Regions from separate parts of the Sus scrofa genome. Here regions 1 and 2 are each linked to region 3. The links are chromatin contacts, called in public Hi-C and HiChIP or PLAC-seq maps. All regions are on one chromosome and are shown on one strand. The core of a region is the stretch at or near the end of the contact, and the rest is flanking DNA. Distances in the headings are between cores, read along the strand shown. Region 1 holds the start of GSTK1 (glutathione S-transferase kappa 1). Region 2 holds the start of ZYX (zyxin). Region 3 holds the start of TMUB1 (transmembrane and ubiquitin like domain containing 1).

Region 1 (4,013 bases), core at 45-2,544, 860 kb before region 3:
GCCTACGCCAGAGCCACAGCAACGCGGGATCTGAGCTGCGTCTGCGACCTACACCACAGCTCATGGCAACGCCGGATCGTTAACCCACTGAGCAAGGGCAGGGACCGAACCCGCAACCTCATGGTTCCTAGTTGGATTCAGTTAACCACTGCGCCATGACGGGAACTCCCTAGGGTTGTTTTTCAATGCATACAAATGAGTGGAATCTTTGTAAGTTTTCCAATTCATAAAATTAGTAATATTAAGAATAATTTAATAAAATTAAATGGAATTTTTAAACTTGTTTCTTTGCAATAAATGTAATTCAAGTACAAGACAATATGACAGGAGTTCCTGCCGTGGCGCAGTGGTTAAGGAATCCGACTAGGAACCATGAGGTTGCAGGTTCGATCCCTGGCCTTGCTCAGTGGGTTAAGGATCCGGTGTTCCCGTGAGCTGTGGTGTAGGCTGCAGACGTGGCTCAGATCCCCTGTTGCTGTGGCTCTGATGTAGGCCGGCGGCTACAGCTCTGATTCGACCCCTAGCCTGGGAACCTCCATATGCGGGAATCTCCATATGCCCCGGGAGCGGCCCTAGAAAAGCCAAAAAAAAAAAAAAGAAGACAATATGACATATTTACAAGTACGAAGACAACAGACTATTCCTCATTATCCCTCCAATTACCGCTGCAGTAAGGTATCCTCTCCTTCGTTCAGAATATATTGGTTATCAAATATACTCCAGACATTGTGCTAAACTCTTGAGAAATACAAAAAAAATTATCATTGGGTCACTTCTTACTCTGCCCAGTCCCAGAAAGTCTTGCAATTGCCAAGTAACACTAAAAGCTGAGGTGAATCGTAATCCTTTCACTCCCCACAAGCCTGAATAAGGCAGTGTTATTATTATGTAAACCCTATTTTTATGCCTATGTTTACGAGAGAGGAGGCCACTGCGGTTCAGAGAGGTCAACGGGCTTGCCAGAGGCTCACAGCTAAGTGAGAGGCCAGCACTCACCCTTAAACTACGTCCGTTTGCCCCGGACTCCACTGCAGGGCAGGGCGGTGACCGTGAGGTGCTTGGGTCACCACACCGGCGCGCTCCGCAGGGGATATCCTCTCACCCTCGCCTCCCGGGCGCTCTCCGCTTTTCCAGGGCACCCCACAGCCAGCCCGACTCTGCCCGCTGCGGGCTGCGCGGCCAGGGCGGGGCGGGCGAGGCGGGGCGGGGCTGTCCCCCGAGCCGGGGGCGGGGCTCCGGGGAAGGATGGGCGGGGCGGGGCGGATGGGCGGGGCGGGGCCTGACCCCGGGGAGGCCGGGAATCGGGGCGGGGCCGAAGGTGGGGCCCGTCCTCACTCTGCGCCTGGAGCCGCGGCCTGGACGCTGCGCGCAGGAGAAAGGGAACGATCAACGCTCGGCTTGCTGGGCCGCGCTTGCTTCTCAGTTGTCCGGCTGCAGCATGGGGCCTCTCCCGCGGACCGTGGAGCTTTTCTACGATGTGCTGTCCCCCTACTCCTGGCTGGCCTTCGAGGTGACGCCTGGGGAGCCGCTTCAGCCGGGGCTTGGAGAGCAGAGGGAAGGGCGAGCTTGGGGCGCGGGAACCGCAGTCTTGTGAAACTCCTGGCTCTGCCCGGCGCGTTTAAGACACGTTGATAGAGCCAGGGCTGAAGGTCACTGTGTCGGTAAACAGGATACGATCGCTGGCTCCAGGGAGAGCCCTTATATTCTAAAGTAGGGGTTTCCTACAGTGAAAGAGGAACAGCTCCAGAGAATGTAGGAGAAATCCATGGCACCGCCACTTCTTAGCCCTCAGATGTCAGTTTTGCGGGGTAGCGTGCAGAACAGATAAAAACTGTCCACAAAGATCCTGGGATGGATTTCTAGGCGTAGAGAGTTTTGCCATTTCAAACCAAGCACTTTAGGGCCTCCTCCTAAGCCCTTCCCTGCACGTGTAGCCTCTGGCTGGTCATTACTACGAACCTTTCCCTTCCCTCAGCCTTTTTCACTGCCCATCTTTCACTCTCCATCTTCGCCTCCTCTCCTGCAGATCCTGTGCCGGTACAAGAACATCTGGAATGTCAACCTGCAGCTGTGCCCAAGCTTAATTGCAGGGATCTTAAAAGACAGCGGTAGGAAGGCGTTTTCTCCAAGGATTTGAGGGAAGACTGACTTCAGAGACCCATAGGCGCTACCACTGGAGTTTCATATTGGTGGCAGCAGCCAGTAATATGCCCTCTGCCCAAAGCCTGGGAAGGAGTCCCCCGGGCCTGGGACTCTTAGGTGTCTCTTACCAGTGAGCCTAACTGTCCATTTTCAGGAAACCAGCCACCAGCTATGCTTCCCCGCAAAGCTGTGTACATGAAAGAGGACATTAAGCGACTGGGACACCATCTCCAGGTTCCCATCCACTTCCCCAAGGATTTCTTCTCTACAATCCTTGGAAAAGGTGAAAAACATGGGATATAGATGGGGCATCAAGTGGGGAGGAGTAGATTTGGAGATCGCAAGGCTGGGAAGAAGAGGCTTAGGTGCTACGTTAAGTGCAACAAACCTTGGGAAAACTCAGGATAAGAGTTGAGCGAGGTTGTGGGGACGTAAGGACAGGAAGAACAGGACTAATCAGTTCCCAGAAACTTGGGTGGGGGGCTGAGGGCAATGGCGCACTGCAGGGTGTCAGGTGCAGGAAAGAGCTGGTCTTCCATGGGAAGCAGGCTAGGAGGGCCCTACTTCTGAGGGCCTCTGCCCCACAGGAAGTTTGACAGCCATGCGCTTCCTCACCACCGTGAAACTGGAGCACCCCGAGATGCTGGAGAAAGTGTCCAGGGAACTGTGGATGCGCGTCTGGTCACGGGTGAGCGCAGGGCTCTGGGAACCCACGTGCGAGGATACCCAGTGTGACTTGGTGACCTTCCCCTAGGTCCTGCCCTCCGCGTTGTTCCCTGACCTGGTGCCCTCTGGGTCCTGCCCTCCGCGTTGTTCCCTGACCTGGTGCCCTCTGGGTCCTGCCCTCCCTGTTGTTCCCTGACCTGGTGCCCACTAGGTCCTGCCCTCCGCCTTGTTCCCTGACCTGGTGCCCTCCATCACACCCCTCACTCACCACCCCCCTCATACCAAGTGTCCTCTTCTTCCCAGGACGAAGACATCACAGAGCCCCAGAGCGTCCTGGCCGTGAGTGTCCCCTCTCATGGGGAATCTGAGTACACTTGGCATTGGGTGCAGAGAGGACAAGGTTTTCTTACTGGGTGGACGAGGTCATAGTTATTTGGGGAGGAAGGATGTTTGAGAGGCCAAATCACCAAAGCATTGGAACTAAGGACTCTTGAAAGAATATTTCATGGTTGAAAGAGGAAGTGCAGAATTCTCCCTGGGTAGCATGTATTTGATGAAAGAACTTAGTGGCAGAGAGGGAATAATTGTTGGCACCTGCCAATGGGAAGACATGAAGTATTGGCAAGTCTTGGCCTCAGGACTCCAACACAAACCTCACCAAGATATCTGGAGTGGAAAGCAGAAAATTAAAAAAAAAACAGGCTTTAAAAAGACAAAAAGAGATAACAGACTCAAGTAGAATTATTCAGAAGCCTCGATGAGAAAAATGGAAATAGCTCAAAATATTAAATGTGTGCCAGCCATAGATGGAGGTATAAAAAGTGAGTTTTTTGGAGTTCCCATTGTGGCTCAGCGATAACGAACCTGACTGGTATCCATGAGGACTCGAGTTCAATCCCTGGCCTTGCTCAGTTGGTTAAGTATCTGGCGTTGCGGTGAGCTGTGGTGTCAAGTCTCAGATGTGGCTCAGATCTGGTGTGGCTGTGGCCTAGGCTGGCAGCTGCAGCTCCAATTTGACCTGCTAGGGAACTTCCATGTGCTATGCCACAGGTGCAGTCCTAAAAATAAAAAATAAGAAGTTTTTCTTCAGGATTACATCAGGAAATTCAACATATCTTTTCCTTAAGTTGACAGGAGATAATTGAGCCATATTCAAATTTAATATATGAAATGACAAGTTACAAAAAAGTTAAAACATTCAAAGC
Region 2 (3,745 bases), core at 806-3,305, 730 kb before region 3:
GTTGTCAGTAAAACTAAGCCTGCCTACGCACTCTTCTATTCTTGATTTATAAATAGGTTCAGCTGCCTAACAATTAAATAGACTATATTTTGCACAGGCACATTCCTTAAGGAGACATTCAGAGGGCAGATGGCTTTTACTCTTATGATGTTATGCGCAAACCATCTTCCTCACTTCCCTAAGTGGGTACATTTTTCAAGGATTGGCCATGAGACTTTTGGTCTCACAGGAAATCTTAGCATCAAATTTCCAGCAGATCTTCACAGGGCCTGGCCCGAGACCAGCTTATATGTCAGAGAAGGTCTGCCCTGCAAGCTTGATATGATACATGGCCACCCATGCTTGTGGCTGTGAGAAATACCAGTGGCAAAGACATGAAGACGCCAGAGAAAAGAAAGATCAGTGGTGTCAGAGAAGGCGAAGGAGATAAGGTCTTAGGTATAATTAAATATTTGATAAGGTTGGAGGAGGAGGCATGCATGTATGAAGGCCCATGAGAGGCCTGCCGGGCAACCTGGAAGGGGACACATGGGGAAAATGGCCCTAGGGGAACCTGTCAGAACAGGAACTTGAATAATAGGACTGGGCATCATCAGCACTTTCAGATATGGTATTTCATGTATTTATCTATATAACACAATAAGGATTAAATATCATTACCCTTTTATACACGGGGGACATGACACCAAGAGGACAGAGATGTGTCGCTCACTTGGAGCACTCCAGCTGGGTCTCTGCCCCCTGAACCTCACCTGCTCTCCTGGGTCCAGGGTTGCTTCACCTGACGTCAGGGTGGGAAGGAATGAGCTCTGCCACTGAGACCCCTCTAACATACCCAGTTTTAGTCTAGATCCTGCAGCTTACTGGGTATCTCTTAAGCTTCCAGCCTGTTTTCTCGTGGTAAATGCTAGGAGTGAGTCTGGTCAGTCTCTCGAGCCCAGCCCAGACGCTGGTTGGCAGCAGAGTGCAGCCGATTTGATTTGGAGGGCCAGGGACTGGACACATTGCATAGAGTGTGCACCAAGGGACTGCCTTACATGGCAGCGAAGGCTGGCAACACAGTGAGAGGCAAGAAAGCGCCCGATTGTGATAACGTTGGAATTACAAGCCAAAAGGCCCTGTGAAGCCATAGTTTGTAGACAGTGAGTGTGGAAGAATTCAGGAGCCAATCTGGTAAGTTTCCATGCTCAGTTAGAAAAAGAATCAGAAAGAAAGAACCTAGGTCGGTCCCTTTCCAGTAGCCTGGGGCACAAGAAGGCTGAGGAATCCGATCGGACCCATGGGGGGCTCCACCGAGCGCAGTCTCGGAACCCCCGGAGGGCCGCCCCGCAGCAGCGCACCAGCTCCTAGAGAGGTGGGTCCGGGCGGGCGCTGCAGAACCGGCGAAGACTGTCGCCAGCCTCCAAGTCCGTTCTCCCCCGCCCCAAGTGCTCTGGCTGCCCTCGCCTCCGTCCCGCCCTCTCACCTCCCCGGCCTGGCCGGGCCCGCCCGGACTCTCCCTCCCGCAGTATTTAACTGATCCATAGGCGGGGGCGCGGGTGATGCGAATTCTTAGAAACCTTTAGTAGCTGCCCAGGATTTGAAGTTAAGATCCCCAAAGGACCCTTGAGGTTCATGCTGACACCCCACCCCTACTCCAGGTCACAGAAGGGCCTAGGGGGGCGGGAGAAGGGATAACACCCCACTCACCATCCCCGTCCACCTAGGAGCCCCGTTCCATCCCAGTCCTGCCAGTCCCGGGGCGAGGGGCTGGCGGCTGGGTGCAAAGGCGGAGGAGCGGCCGAAGGTGGCGGGGGCAGGTAGGCCGGGAGAGGAGGGGGCTGGGCTGGGGCGGAGGCGCCCCTGAGCTGCTGGGGCAGCTCTGGGGCGGCCACCCGACCTCCGCAGGGTAGCCCGGAGTAGGAACGGTGAGTCAGATCTCGGGCACCCGCGGGTCGGGCGGGAGGGGGGGGCGGGGCAAGTCAGGAAATGACATCAGAGGCCTGTGTTTGGGGAGGGGTGGTCTGGGCCGGGCCGGGGCGGCGGGGGCGGCGGGGCCGGCCGGGAGGGGGGCGGAGGCGGGGGCGGGAGGACCTTGATGAAGCCTCCGGCCCCGGGGCAGGATCGGGGCCCCTTCCTGGGGGAGTTTCCTGCCTCGTCGGCCCTCCCCGCCTCTCCCCGCCCCCTCTCCGGGCCGCTCCTTGTATGGTCTCGGCGCCGCTCTCTCCCCGCCCTCTCCCTCCCTCCCTCTTCCCTGCGCCCCTCCCCGCCTGGCTGGAGGCAGCTCGGGACCGGGACGCAGAGTCCGAGGACCCGGCTGCGAGACGGCCACCCGAGACGCTGCGCGCACGCTCCGGCCCGCGGTGAGGCGCGGGGAGCCGCCCGGCGGCCGCTCCCGGGGTGGGGGCGCGGGGGCGCGGAGGGGAGCCGGGCCGGCGAGGGGGTCCTCAGCCGGGCTCTGCGCTGCGTAACCCGGCCCTCCGTCCCCAGCAGCCCGGCCTGGCCATGGCGGCCCCCCGCCCGCCTCGCGCGATCTCCGTCTCGGCTCCGGTTTTTTACGCCCCGCAGAAGAAGTTCGGCCCGGTGGTGGCCCCAAAGCCCAAAGTGAATCCTTTCCGGCCCGGGGACGGTGAGCCTCCCGCGGCGGCCGGGGCCCAACGCGCACAGATGGGCCGAGTGGGCGAGATCCCCCCACCGCCCCCAGAAGGTATGTGGCCGAGCTCGGGGGCTGGACCTCGGCGGGCGCCGGGCCGGGGGGAGTGGTTTCGGGAATTTGGGGATGTCTGGAGAGGTTGCAGCAGAGGGGGCTGGGCGCAGCCACCCAGTCCCGAGCAGATGTTCTTACCTCATCGTGGAGCTCATGGCTGGAAGCCAGGGCTCCTGGGACTGTTCCAAGTCCTCCGCCTGGGGGTGGGAGGCGGGAATGTGGGGCACGAATTTTCCCCTCTGGGTCCGTTTTCCGAAGTGTAATGGGAGATGCATCCACTCCTTGGCCGAGCCCCGGCCTTTCCTGACCCAGTGCTCCCGGGGCGTCCTGCGCCCCTTTTACTTCCCGCGCCCTCCAGGACCCCTGAGAGAAGTTCTTGGGTTGGGGCTTAGAGGTGGAGCAGGAGGGGAACTTGGCGAGGGGTAGAGGAGTCCCCGCTGACTGCCCTCTGTCTCCTCCCAACCTCAGACTTTCCTTTACCGCCGCCTCCCGTGCTGGGGGAGGCCGACGAGGCGGAGGGCGCCCTGGGAGGTGCTTTCCCTCCCCCTCCTCCCCCGATCGAGGAACCGTTTCCCCCTGCGCCTTTGGAGGAGGAGATCTTCCCTTCCCCGCCGCCCCCGCTGGTGGAGGAGGGAGGGCCTGAGGTCCCCATACAGCTCCCACCGCAGGTATGGAGGCCTGGGAGGGGCAGCTGCAGTGGACACCCCAAGGGGAGGAGAGGAGGGTCCTTCAACCCCCCCCCCCCCCCGGCTCTCGGCCTCTCTGTCCACACGAGGGTGGGGCTGCGGTGGAGAATTGGGCATGGGTGCTCTGACTCCTGACCCTCTAGCCCAGGGATAAAGTGAGCAGTATTGATCTGGAGATTGACTCTCTGTCCTCACTGCTGGATGACATGACCAAGAATGATCCCTTCAAAGCCCGGGTAAGGGAATGGAGAGGAGCAAGGGCAGGGCAGGGAGGAAGGTCGTGGGGATCGAATTATGGGGGGGCAGCACCTCCTCTAAGGTGCTTCTCTCCCCTCTGCCTCCCCTTGCAGGTGTCATCTGGATATGTACCCCC
Region 3 (3,733 bases), core at 697-3,196:
GGCCAGACCCAGGGTGGCTGTCAGGGGAAAGAAGGGCCGGTACTGGATCTGGCAGTACCAGAGCAGCAGCAGCAGCAGCAGGAGCAGGGGCAGCAGGAGGCTGCCTACCTCCAGCCCGGAGGGGCCTGGCTCTGACCCCGGTGGGCAGGGTGGGTGTGGGGGACCCACCCGGGTGGACACGTGGCAGTGGAGAACGCAGTTGGGAGGGAGGTGAAGGCTGCCCAGGGTCTGGGTGTCGTCTCCTAGCAGCTGCCCTTGGTAGATGAGTCGCACGTGCTGCTCCCGTCCGGGAAACTGGGTCCTGAGGAGAGAGGGACCTGGGTAATAGAGCAGGTCTCAGGCAATCCTGGCCCCTCGCCCAGAACAACTCTCTCACTTCTCTCCTCCACCTACCACCCAGGGCTCCCTCCGCAGGGGCCTCTCCTGCTTCAGAGGAACAATACCGTGTGAGTGGCTTGGGGACCTCAGTTCCCATCAGCATCTCTGGTGGCCCTTCCACGCTGTGACCATTCCCACCCGACTCATTACCACTTCAACCCCGTCCTCTTCCCAGCTTACCTTTTCAGGGAGCCAATGGTGTCGTGGGGCCAGGCCCTGGCCACCTGCTCTGAATCGTTGAGGAATTTCAGCCGTAGCACGAGGGGCTCTTGGGGGGAGTCCTGGGGTGGCGGTGTGGCCGGGAGCCCCATGCCAGACTCTGGCTGTGCAGCCTGACCTCTGTGTCTCAGGCTCGGGGTCTCAGCTCCTGGGGCCTCCCCTCTGATGCTGTCAGTGACCGCCATGGCTTCGCTGGGCTGTGTTGATGGTGGGGTCCCTGATGGCTGGGACAGTGGATCCACGCCCTCGGCAGTGTGTGTTGAGACCCAGGCGAGAGCCAGCACCAGAAGGCAGGCAAGCACCGCGAAAAGGATGGTCACCTCATCACCCACCCCTTCAATCAGGGCCATGGCACCTGCCTTGCCCGCTGGGCTACCGAGCTGGAGAGGCACAAAGAACCCATGAGGGGCTGGCTCAGCCTCCAAGAGCCCTCTGAACTTCAGGGGCGTCCGACCCCACCCCACTACAACTCTCCCACAGTCCCAATTCCTTTGCCCACTTAGCCACACCCCACCCTGGGACACAGACTGCTCTCCCTCTTGCTTGCCCCAGACTTGGGTCACATGCCCCTTCCCATCACCAAACCCCAAGTCCTAATTTTTTGTAACCTAAGTTCTAGGTCTTTAACCAGCTCTCCAATTCACCCACATCCTACTCAGAGGTCAGGCCTTGACCTTCTAAGCAACCTCTCCCCTAAATTCAACCCCCATCAAACTTCACCCCAAAGCTTACCTATTCTTTCCATCTAATTCATCCCAAAGTTTATCTATTCCTCCATCACTAAAGTTTCTCCAAGGGGGAAGAAAAAGGTCTCCAGACACACACAGACACACAAAAGGCTTTCCTCCACGAACACACACACACACACACACACACACACACACACACACACACACACACAGCACACCCCCGCCCCTTTACTATTTACCCAAACCTCCCACCCGTAACACGATACAGTTTCCTAAAGCTTCCCCACGTCGAAACGAGCCCTTTGGCAAACTGGAATCTCCGAGGGTCGCTGCTCCCCACCGCAACTCGGCCCCCCTCGGTCCACTCAAACTCCACCCCGAGTCGGCCCAGTTCCGCGCCTCCTCTTAGACGCCTCTCCAAACCTAGCCCGCAGCAGGACCCCAGATACCGCCGGAATCCGAGACTTTAGCCTCCCCACCCCCATCCTCCATCACCCCTCCCATCTTCCCGCCCGCCCCCCAACCCCAGCGGCGGGAGTGCCAGACCGATCCCGGGGCGGGGCGAGCGGGGGCCAGCTGGCGGGGGCGGCGGGGTGGGCGCGGTCAGAACGCAGGACTCACCGCCCGGCTCCGCCAGCTCCATAGCGGACCCTCGGGCACTTCCGGGCGGGAGGTGGCGAGGTCGCAGACACCTGGAGGCACCCTCCGCTTCCCCGCCGTGCGAAGTATTGTGGGACTTGTAGTCCAGCGCGGTGCGCAGTCCCCGCCTTCCGCGCTGCGGATCCACGGGCAGGACTCGGCTGTCTCGTCCCAGTGCCCGCAAATTGCTGAGGGGACGGCGGGGTTGGGTTTGGGGGGTGTGCTCTCCCGTAGAGGTTTGGGCGACAGCAGGGACAGCCCCCTGCCCGGGGCAGTTGGGGCATCTGTTACTCCAGAAACCAGCGTTAGCTGGAGCTTGTTAGAGCACCACTGTTTCCAGAAGCAGCATCGGGGAAGCTCGAGTGGATCCTACCTTGGCCTACTCTTCTTTCTTTTTACAGCCGCACCTGCGGCACATGGGTGTTCCCAGGCTAGGGGTCGAATAGGAGCTGCACCTGCCGGGCTGCACCACAGCCTTAGCAACACCAGATACGAGCTGCATCTGCGACCTACACCACAGCTCACAACGCTGGATCCTTAACCCTCTGAGTGAGGCCAGGGATCCATGCCACATCCTCACACTGTGTCGGGTTTTTAATCCGCTGAGCCACAACAAGAACTTTAAGTCAGAGTGGACCCCAGAAGTCATCCTGGATCCTCCAAATTGACTCTTCAGCCCAGCGCCCAGTATCCATGGGCTTCCCCACCAGGCTGGCCACGGTGGCTTGGGCTGCTTATTTACCAGGTCCCCTCCTCCCCTTTCCCCCGAAAGACTGTGCAAGAGGCATAGACTTTGGAACGTGGCACAAATGCTGATCCCTTATCCTGTGCTTATCAACTATGTGACCTTGGGTGCTTTACTGAATGTCTTTGAACCTAAATTTCTCTGTTCCCAACACATACCTCAAAAGGCAATTGTGGAGTTCCTGTTGTAGCTCAGCGGGTTAAGAATCTGACTAATCGACCCCTAGCCTGGGAACCTCCATATGCCACAGGAGTGGCCCTAGAAAGGGCAAAAAGACAAAAAAAAGAATCTGGCTAGTATCCATCAAGATGCAGGTTTGATCCCTGGCCTCACTCAGTGGGTTAAGCATCCATCGTTTCCATGAGCTGTGGTGTAGGTCACAGACTCGGCTCTGATCTGGCGTGGCTGTGGCTGTGGCGTAGGCCAGCAGCTGCAGCTCCGATTTGATCCCTAGCCTGGGAACCTCCATACGCCTCAGGTATGGCCCTAAAAGAATAAAAAATACAAAAAAAATTTTTTTAAAGGCAATTGCAAGAAAAATTAGGTGTTTTATTAAATAAGTGTGAAAATTATGCAGAGGAGCTGTCACACGGTGGATATTTGTTCACTTAGTATTAGAACACTCCTTCCACCCAGATCTTAGAGTGTTGCTATGTAGGGGATGTCGAGCCTCAGCCTGGCCTGGGCCCATTCCTTTCCGTGGGTTTTTCTCTCCTTTCTCTGGGCTCCTATAGCCACAGAGATCTCACATCCTTGATTTTACAGGCCAGTCTTTTTTTTTTTTTTTCTTTTTCCTGCTTGCACCTGCGGCATGCAGAAGTTCCCAGGGCCAGGAATCCATCCTGTTCCACAGCACTGACAACTTGGATCCTTAACCCACTGAACCACCAGGGAACTCTATAAGCCAAACTTAATTAAAACTAATATAACCTGTGTTCCAAAGGCAGATACCTTCTTGTGGGAGCAAGCTCTCCAAATGTTGCATTGGGGCTGTTTAGATTTATAACATACAGAACTATCTGTCTCTCATTCCTTCCCTCCCACTTATTCATTTATTCTAGAA

What was found. Hi-C and Micro-C count contacts between places; a contact is called where the count stands out from the background. HiChIP or PLAC-seq counts read pairs in DNA pulled down with a chosen protein or histone mark.
Region 1: a contact with region 3 is called in a Hi-C map of liver, with 4 times the contacts expected there. The contact joins the promoter of GSTK1 here to the promoter of TMUB1 in region 3. A contact is called at or near these places in 1 of 5 promoter capture datasets (liver) and 1 of 47 Hi-C or Micro-C datasets (liver).
Region 2: a contact with region 3 is called in an H3K27ac HiChIP or PLAC-seq map of alveolar macrophages. The contact joins the promoter of ZYX here to the promoter of TMUB1 in region 3. A contact is called at or near these places in 3 of 47 Hi-C or Micro-C datasets (heart right ventricle, liver and skeletal muscle) and 1 of 2 datasets of contacts at active chromatin or transcription factors (alveolar macrophages).

The regions. Positions count from the first base shown.
Region 1 is chr18:6,996,349-7,000,361 of Sscrofa11.1, reverse strand. GSTK1 (glutathione S-transferase kappa 1) reads left to right here and starts at 1,294. Exons shown (of 8, transcript NM_001315574.1): 1 at 1,294-1,510; 2 at 2,027-2,108; 3 at 2,297-2,425; 4 at 2,730-2,830; 5 at 3,112-3,147. The coding sequence starts at 1,439. LOC106508196 (a long non-coding RNA gene) reads right to left here and starts at 1,196. Exons shown (of 4, transcript XR_001304823.2): 1 at 997-1,196.
Region 2 is chr18:6,868,544-6,872,288 of Sscrofa11.1, reverse strand. It overlaps ZYX (zyxin), which reads left to right and starts at 2,055. Exons shown (of 10, transcript XM_003134592.5): 1 at 2,055-2,342; 2 at 2,470-2,686; 3 at 3,155-3,354; 4 at 3,516-3,608; 5 at 3,723-3,745. The coding sequence starts at 2,485. It overlaps LOC102166231 (a long non-coding RNA gene), which reads right to left and starts at 3,173. Exons shown (of 3, transcript XR_299598.3): 1 at 2,825-3,173.
Region 3 is chr18:6,140,664-6,144,396 of Sscrofa11.1, reverse strand. It overlaps TMUB1 (transmembrane and ubiquitin like domain containing 1), which reads right to left and starts at 1,946. Exons shown (of 3, transcript NM_001244336.1): 1 at 1,908-1,946; 2 at 559-977; 3 at 1-301. The coding sequence starts at 947. The region is part of intron 1 of AGAP3 (arf-GAP with GTPase, ANK repeat and PH domain-containing protein 3); the gene reads left to right.